Linked DNA regions of Mus musculus: regions 1 and 3 are each linked to region 2. The links are chromatin contacts, called in public HiChIP or PLAC-seq and Micro-C maps. All regions are on one chromosome and are shown on one strand. Each heading gives the region's core, a stretch centred on a gene start, on an enhancer-like site or on the middle of the called end of the contact. The rest is flanking DNA. Distances are from core to core; before and after follow the strand shown. Region 1 holds the start of Zfp637 (zinc finger protein 637). Region 2 has its middle 20 kb from the start of Fxyd4. Region 3 holds the start of Rasgef1a (RasGEF domain family, member 1A).

Region 1 (2,700 bases), core at 84-2,583, 120 kb after region 2:
TGTACACTTTGTTTACATAGTGGTACAGTATAATCTTTGTTTCAGTATGTCTGGTCAAAATGCTGGATTCCTAGCTTAATGAATTAGCAATCTGATGGTACGATTTTCTATTTTATTAACCAAATAGCTAACCCTTCTATCCATTCAGTTATATAGCCTGATGTCAAGAAATCTTTGAAGGATTCACTTCCAACTTGGAACACAAGCTATAAAGGGGTCCCCTGTCATGCTGCAAATGCATTCACTTAGAGATATTATTGATTAAAAATAAAGCCAACAAAACTCCCCTGTGATTCACAAAGAAAAGCACATGGTAGCTACTCCCTGGGGCTGGACTTTTTTGTCTCTGGAGTGTCTAGAGAACATGGTTAAGTCAAAATGAGTGAACACGGTAGATACCTGAACTCCTCTACCTGCTAAGAAGTAGCCAACATGCCTCAGCTGTGTCTCCAGACTCCCTGATTAATAGCAGGACAACTGACAACAGGAAATTGTCAAGGAAGAACCTGTTCAAGTCAGAGCAATCAAATTCTTGAAGATATTGAAAGAGAGTGATTTCGTAACACAAAACGCTGCTTTTCCTATCAGAAATGTTACCACAGCTCAGAATTAGGCCCCGAGAGACTTGAATTTTTTGCCTTGTTTCCCTCGGTGTATGCCCTGTAGCAGAACAACCTAACAGCCCCGACTCCAGTTTCTTCTCTTAGTAAACAAGTTAACACTATCTCAATTAGCTAGCTCTCGGAAGAACTGAGGACCAGAAAGTGAGGGATCTCTTACATTTGAGACACGCCCTACAAATCCAAGACCTAAAATGGTGCTTTTTCAGGAGAGAGGGCTGGAGGACAGACAGGGTGATCTGTAGGGTTTGGGAAAAATCTAATGAGGCAATTTAACGTGCGATTAGGAGCTTTGGGTGAGGATGAATTCCCCCCACGCTGGACGCCACTCCCTGCTAGGCTCTCTCCCTAGGCGTGAACTCTGCTCTCCTGGCCTAGCTGGACCTTCCTGTGGCCCCTCCCACGCTCGCGGGGCCCCAGCCTCCCAGGGACCCCGACATTGCAGCAGGACCCTTCCGCAGCACACCGCGGCCCACCCGCTCTCCGACCAGCGCACCCTTGTCTGCGGTTGGCGATTTTGGCCCGGACGGCCAGCCTGGCCTGCTCACGCGCCCTGGCCGGAGCAGCAGGCTCAAGACACAGCCCCCTCTCTCGGGCGCACAGCCCCGGCCTCAGCAACACTCACCGCAGCGGCGCGCGCCCGCAGACAGACAAAGCCGGCGCCGAGCCCGTAGCAGCCGCTGCAACGCTGCGCGTCGCCGGACCACAACTCCCAGGAGCCCGCGCGCGCCCCGAGGCACTGTGGGAAGCGCCGCGACCGAGCTGCGGCAGAAACGCGGTGGCTGCTTCTGGTTGTTGGGGAGCGCCGTCCTGTGGAGGAGCGGTGGTTGAAGCTTGGGAATGCTTATGACGTTAAAACTGCAGAAGACTCAGGGTTCCCTATAGGAGCCGGGACCAAGTATTTCGGACAAAGAATCAGGAATACTCTCTGGTCCGTGTAATAAGTTTTTTTTCACCCAAAAGATGGACGAGGCACTGCAGGACTTCGGAGTTTAGGTACTACCCCGACTAGTTGTACGACCCAGGGCGCTCACTTGTGGGGAGCCCAGGTCCGACGGCTCCAGGACCCCATAGGGCACCTACGCGGGGCCCGGGAGACTTTCTGAGCCAAGGGAACTCGAGGGAACAGTATTCCCTGAGTGGACACTAACATTGTCTTCCTAACTGAAGAAGTTAATGACACAAGGGTTGAGATTTGAACACTCTAAAATTAGTTATTAGAGATGGGAGAGTAGCCCTTTTGGTCCTGAGAGGGGCGTGGATGAAATTGAGCATCCATTCAATAAAATCTCTTTTAAGATGCCTTAAACGTCCATCGACTGCATTTATTTATATGCATTTCTAATAGCCTTTTTTTTTTTTTTTTTTTTTTTTTGGTTTTTCGAGACAGGGTTTCTCTATATAGCCCTGGCCATCCTGGAACTCACTCTGTAGACCAGGCTGGCCTCGAACTCAGAAATCCGCCTGCCTCTGCCTCCCAAGTGCTGGGATTAAAGGCGTGCACCACCACTGCCTGCCTCTAATAGCTTTTCTAAAGGACATTAGTCTCACCCTGGAGCCCTGACTTGACTTCTTTCGTAGTGAGCCTCCCCCAGAGTCTTCCCTTGGTAGATTTAGCTATCCTATTGAATGAAAGAGACCATAAGAAATGTTCCTCTTGCAGTGCCCTTGTTCCTTTCCCAGAATTACATGTGTCAGACTGGATGAAATATTTGACTTCACAGGACATCTCTGTTCTGTGAGACCAGATGTGGGATTAGGACAAGTTTTAGTTGACAAAGCATCGGTAGGAAAAGGGGGCCATCAGGGGAGACAAGAACTCATGTTTCCTTCATAAATCTGCAAAGATTCTCTTAACAGCCTTGAGGACTTGGGTACACGTATTTTTTGGGAAAAAAAGATCCCATTTTGTTTAGTGTGTGGATGTGAGGGGTGTCTTGCTGTGCCTGTGGAGGTCAGAGAATCATTAGTATGAGTGGGCTCACCCTTTCCTACAGGGAATCGAACTCAGGTCATCAGACTTGGCAGCAGGCACTATTACCTACACACCATCTTACTGGCCCAGATCCATTTGATAGAG
Region 2 (2,700 bases), core at 75-2,574:
ATTAATTATGGTGGAAGGAGAGAACGCCATCAAATTACCCTCTGACCTTAAGTTTGTTGTACTCCACATGCTTAATTAATTAAATGTAAACAACAAAAAATTAACAAAGAACTATAGTACTTATTCATTACCACCTCTCTCTCTGGGGGGGGGGGAGGGAGAAGGGCAGGGGTAGAGGGGGAGGGGGATGGAGAGGGAGGGTTTTACACGGAACTCACTGTGCAGTCCACGGCCCTGGCCTTGCAGGCATGAACACCAAGACAGGCTCTTCACTGCAGTTTCTACACAAACAGGTCTCTTGACCGTCAACTTGAAGTAGGTGATACTCCAGACCCTGCCTCTCTTCAGAATTAATGTATTCTGAAAACTACATGTAGATAAGGAAGTCTAGGGAATGGTACTTGGAAGGAAAGACACTGCTCTGAAATAAGAAAGCTTTTTCACAGCTGGGCATGGTGGTACAGCTGGGCATGGTGGCCTTCAATCCTAGCACTGGAGAGGCAGGGCGATCTCTGAGGCTGGGTCTACACAGAGTTCCAGGACAGCCAGGGCAACAAAGAGAAACCCTGAGTCACAAGCTCTAGAACAAATTCTGTTCTATAACACAGTGGCAGAGCACACGCAGGAGGCACTAGGCCCAATCCCCAGACAGACAGACAGACAGACACACACACACACACACACACACACACACAGTTCCAGGCTAACCTAACACACACACAGAGCTCCCCTTGCCTTGACATGAGCCTTTAATCCCACATTCTGCTCAAAAATCAGGAGTTTTTTGTTTTATTTTGTGTTTAAGGAAAAAAAATGAGTTTAAAACGTTTGTAAATCGGAGGCTGCAGGTATGGGGCGGGCGGCTCATTGGTAAAGCACAATCTTGGCTCTGGGATTAATTGCAAGCACAGATGATAACTAAAGTAAACAGAAATTAAAACTAAAGAAAGAGAAGGCAGAGGAGGACAGTAGAGCCTGGCTGGGCCCTCTCCACACACACCCCACCCCCCCCACCCCCACACCCCCCCTCCCCCCCCCGCCCTCCAGGGTGGGACAGTGCTTATGCTAATCAGGCCATTCCCGAGAGACTCCAGTTTTACAAGCCACGTTCGATTCCATTCTGAATGCAAAATGTGGAGGCCCAAAGATCCTGGGTCTGGTTGTGCAGATTGAAACTGCAACCTATCTAGTGCCAACCATGAGACACGGACTGAAAGCAGCGGTCTTCCATCTGCGCGGGAGAGGTACCACAGGCACACAGCAGGGCGCTTTGCAATCCGTGAGCACATTTCAACCTTATCAGAGAAACCAGGCCCAGCACATCAGGCCAGTGAAGAGTGTAGCGCCCTCACATGGACTCGCAAGAGGAGGCTTACCTGACACCTACCCACCTGTAATCTGCTATCTGATGTGTGGAGGGAGTGACAGACAGAAACTCACCATTGCCTTTGGAGCGTTAGCCTGAGGTTGTCCCTCCCCACCCATCTGGCCCCGGTCCTTGCTTCTGAGACTTGGTCGGCCTCTGCCAATCGCAGCTGCTTTCCAGGTGACCTGGTAGTCCCTTATCTACCCACTGACAGTCCTTAGCTAGTCAGATGCCAGCAAGCTTGGAGACCATTGAGAATGAATTCCCTCCCCAGCTCTGGTATCCCTGGCAACACACTAATTTTTGAGGAAGGAGGAAGTATCATAATTGCCCTGACTTAGAACTTGAAATTCCATGGTCATTCATCGGTGACCCCTTTTACAAATGGCTTGCTCAGGGATTAGATAATTCCTTTTGATAAGAAACGGCCAGGGTTTCCCTTGGCCAGGCGAGGCCCAGGATTTTAAAGAGTAAGTTGTATTTCACAGCCTCACAAGGACAGTCTGAAGCCAGGTCAAAGAAGCAGGAGGTGTTAAGGAGCCAGGACCCATAGCGATCCCCTTTTAAAGAGCTATGTACTTGGACACCCCAGAAGCCCCTTCCACAATGCAGGGCTGACAGACACTCCCTGCTAAACCCACAACAGCCTTTTCTCTTTCCAACCCCACCCCCCCCCCCCAGCGAGCAACAATATCTGCCTAAACACCCCCTTTCTCATTACAAGGAAACCTTTCCCTCAACCCTCCCCACACACAACAAGACTTCCATTGCTGAGTCTGCCTGCTTCCTTGGCTCCTAACTCAAAAGCCATGACTTCTTTCCTTCTCTCTTTTTATTGTTTGAGACAAGGTCATGTGTAACCCTGGCTGGCCTCAGCCTCACTGTGCAGTCGTGAACGATAACCCTGAACTTCTGATCTTCCCGCCTCTGCCTCCTGAATGTTGGATCCGACTTGCACCACTCCTTAGGGACTTGTACAGTGTGTACCAAGGAGCCACGTTACCCATCATCCTTAAGAAGCCAATTTTAAAAGCCCAATTCTGTAAAAAGCAGGAAGTGAGGACACACTGGGGAAAGGGCCGGAGCTGCAGTGACCCACTCCAGGCTGTCCTAACGTGAGATTACAGTTTAAACAGAGGGCCTGGGATACCCACACCTCAGCACTCCAGCTCAAGCTGCACCCACCATTAACACCTCATTGTCTGGGCTCCAGTCTCATTCTGCAAGGTTGTTGGACGAGCAGTTAGGACTGTGAGAAATCTCTTTCCAGTAAGGGAAGTTTCCCTTCGGCTGGCACCTTTTCCTTTTTCCAACATGAGATTCCTGGAGAAAGT
Region 3 (2,700 bases), core at 200-2,699, 110 kb before region 2:
GTCAACCTGTTCCCCAGCAAAAAGTAGGTGGCACAGCAGAGTGACGCAGGATGGGTATTAGCAGAGGAAACAGTCACCGGAGCTGAGCATCGTTTTACGTCTGCATGATACCAGAATCATCCTTCCTGATGCACTCCTGCTGTGGGCTACTCCTCTACGTTCATCTTTAGTCCTTTCTGCCATGTAACTTAGTCTGTATATTACTCACTGTGGAGGTGCTCAACCTTCCTAATGTTGCGACCCTTTAATGCTGTTCTTCGTGTTGTGCTGAGCCCCAGCCATAAAATGTATTTCGCTGATACTTCATAAGTATAATTTTGCTACTGCTATGAATTATAATGTAAATATCTGACATGCAGGCTATCTGAGAGGCAACCCCTTGAAAGGGTCGTTTAACCCCAAGGGGTCTTGACCCACAGGTTAAGAACCAATGATTTTCTGGCACCCAGATGAGCTCTGTGAGGATAAGAACTGTTGCCTGCTTAGTTCTCTGCAAACCACAGTGCCAGCGCATAGCAGGTGCTTAATAAATGTGCATTGTCTGTCCTACATCTTCAGCCCATTAATGTTGGCTCCTCATCTCCACTCTTCCAAATCAATGGTCTGCACTGGGTCTGGTCTAGACAGGTCTGTGTACTGCTCCTGAATCCCACTGCCCACTATGGCTCAAAACAGCTAGAAAGGTGCAGTGGTGGCTCAGGCCCAGGGTTAATTTTAGGGAGATTCTCAGCCTTCCCCTCACTAGGCACTCTTCTCTTTAAACACATGACATTTGAGAATGCACAGGCACAGCCTTGCCCCCACACCTGCCTCCTCTTAACGGCTCTCACTTAAGCCTCCCATATATAAACACGTCCTCTCTCCCGCCCACACATCGCACATACAAGCGCACACCTCCCACATGATCAACCACTCCATCACAGACCGCCCCCACTCCAAGCACTTATGGAGTAAACAGTGGTTCTGAGCCCAAGGATAGGGGAAATTCCAAGATCGCCACTGCTTTTTACAAGTCTGCTCTGTCCAGGACAGCCCTTTGCTTTCTCTTCTGCCGCACCCGGACCCTGCTGCGAAACACCCCACCCCACCCCCACCCCCTGCAGGTTTTCAAGTGGCGCTTTACAGCGGAGCCGCTGGTGTCAGCAGAGGCTAGGAAGGCAGCAGCTGCACCTTGGGCGAGGCCCAAGTGGCGGCAGGTGTCCGGGCAGGGACAGGAGAGAGAGTTGCCCTGGTTGTCCTGGGGGCGAGCACCCTCCTGGCCGCGCTTCCCAAGCTCTGGGGCACAGAAACCTTAACCTTGCGGTCCTGCTGTGGTCAAGACACTGCCCTGGAGTGCTCCTAACCCGCAGTCCCGCACTGCCACAACCCTACCTGGGGCTCCAGAAACATCCTGGCTACAGCTCCCGCTACCGGACCCGCAGGCGGTGTAGAAGCCCGACTACCCTCCGGGGCTGAGCCAGTGCCGCCCAAGCCCGGGGACTTCCCTCCCGTGACCCAGCCACCTCCCGCCCGGGGCGGGGCTGGCGAGCCTCGTGAACAAGACCCTGGGAGGAGCACTAGCAAGGGACAGGGCGAGGCACAGTGAGGCGTGAGCACCCGCAGGGTTTGTGGTGCTAGGTTTGGGAATGGCGTAAGGGTCAAGGCTCTGGGCTCTGGGCGGGGTGGGTCGTCTTGCTGGTGAAGTCCAGGAAGGAGAGGGGAGGGGAGGGGAGGGGAGGGCCAGGAAGGGTCCCAGACTCCTCCTTGGAGACTGAACGCTACAGAGCTACCGCAGGTGCCCAAGCAGCGCTTAGTTCAGATGCTTCCCCTGCCGGGCGGGCGCTCGCTCCACACAGCTGTAGTCTGAAGTGTCTTGAATCCTCAGTCCTTCTATCATCCCCAGAACGCCAGGGATACAGCAGCTGCTGTCGTGGAAGGGCTAATCCGAGTAAGGGATATGCCTGGTGCCTGTCTCTGAGGATCTATCTCACCTCACCCCCACCCCCACCCCACTCCCTGCACTAGGAAAGAATCCTGTCAGGTGCCTCCCACCGCAGCTCCAGCTCTTAGAGTTTAGATGGCAGCGGTGGGCTGAAATGAAGAATGCCCTCTCTGGGGATCTGAAACTAAGGAAGCAGATAGAGGCTGGGAGGGCAGAGAGAGCTGGGCCAGGTTCTAGGAGTCAAAGCTGCTCTCAGCTGGAACCATAGACCATAGACGGGGCAGAGGATGCCCAGGGGGGATTAAACAATCCTATGAGAGCACACAAGCAAGCCATGGTCCCTAATGGAGACTGATGACCCGGACTTTACCCCACCCTGTCTGATCTCTGCCCAGCGGCCTGAGGGAGCACACTTCTCTCCTGCCATCTCCCTTCCCCTCTTTCTCCATCAGCTCTCTTAGCACAAAGATCCATCAGCAGACAGACTCTTGGGTAGTTAGTTCAGTCTTGTGGAACTCTGAATGTTGGGCTCATTCCCTTGTCTCCTAGGAGGACCCAGGCCCTCTGGGCTCTGCCTCCCCTGACGTCTCTACCAGCTCGCACTGTCGCTGGACCCCACCTTTCTTCTCAGGGGTCTCAGAGCCCATAGTATTTATTCCCTCCTGGAACAGCTCCACAGATGGCGGGGAGGAGGGTGCATCAGCTTTCACACAGGGCCCCCCTCTTCCAGCCCTGCATCTTGTTCCAGGGGATGCAAAGCTCACAGTGACCTCTGCTGG

The links. Hi-C and Micro-C count contacts between places; a contact is called where the count stands out from the background. HiChIP or PLAC-seq counts read pairs in DNA pulled down with a chosen protein or histone mark.
Region 1: a Micro-C map of embryonic stem cells shows a contact between it and region 2, with 3 times the contacts expected there. The contact joins the promoter of Zfp637 here to the enhancer-like site in region 2. A contact is called at or near these places in 17 of 39 promoter capture datasets (the 3T3-L1 cell line, 3T3-L1-derived adipocytes, the C10 cell line and 13 more), 2 of 15 datasets of contacts at CTCF or cohesin (large pre-B cells and pro-B cells), 34 of 484 Hi-C or Micro-C datasets (the G1E-ER4 cell line, the HL-1 cell line, the N1E-115 cell line and 8 more), 7 of 115 datasets of contacts at active chromatin or transcription factors (embryonic stem cells, extraembryonic endoderm stem cells, fetal liver and 3 more) and 4 of 9 other capture datasets (adipose tissue, embryonic stem cells, liver and 1 more).
Region 3: an H3K27ac HiChIP or PLAC-seq map of embryonic stem cells shows a contact between it and region 2, with 5 times the contacts expected there. The contact joins the promoter of Rasgef1a here to the enhancer-like site in region 2. A contact is called at or near these places in 3 of 39 promoter capture datasets (the 3T3-L1 cell line and hippocampal neurons), 4 of 484 Hi-C or Micro-C datasets (the AML12 cell line, cerebral cortex and embryonic stem cells), 4 of 115 datasets of contacts at active chromatin or transcription factors (SST interneurons and embryonic stem cells) and 3 of 9 other capture datasets (adipose tissue, embryonic stem cells and pancreatic islet).

Annotation. Positions count from the first base shown.
Region 1 is chr6:117,839,814-117,842,513 of GRCm38.p6, reverse strand. Zfp637 (zinc finger protein 637) reads right to left here and starts at 1,333. Exons shown (of 3, transcript NM_177684.3): 1 at 1,246-1,333.
Region 2 is chr6:117,955,910-117,958,609 of GRCm38.p6, reverse strand. No RefSeq gene overlaps it. Among named protein-coding and RNA genes, the nearest start is that of Fxyd4, 20 kb to the right of the region's middle. Within about 2 kb of position 1,324, at least 13 of the 459 cell types and tissues checked have an H3K27ac peak or open chromatin away from gene starts, as enhancers often do. A contact at or near this core is called in differentiating embryonic stem cells, embryonic stem cells, induced pluripotent stem cells and 1 more, where this site is marked.
Region 3 is chr6:118,065,134-118,067,833 of GRCm38.p6, reverse strand. It overlaps Rasgef1a (RasGEF domain family, member 1A), which reads right to left and starts at 1,449. Exons shown (of 13, transcript NM_027526.1): 1 at 1,372-1,449. The coding sequence starts at 1,389.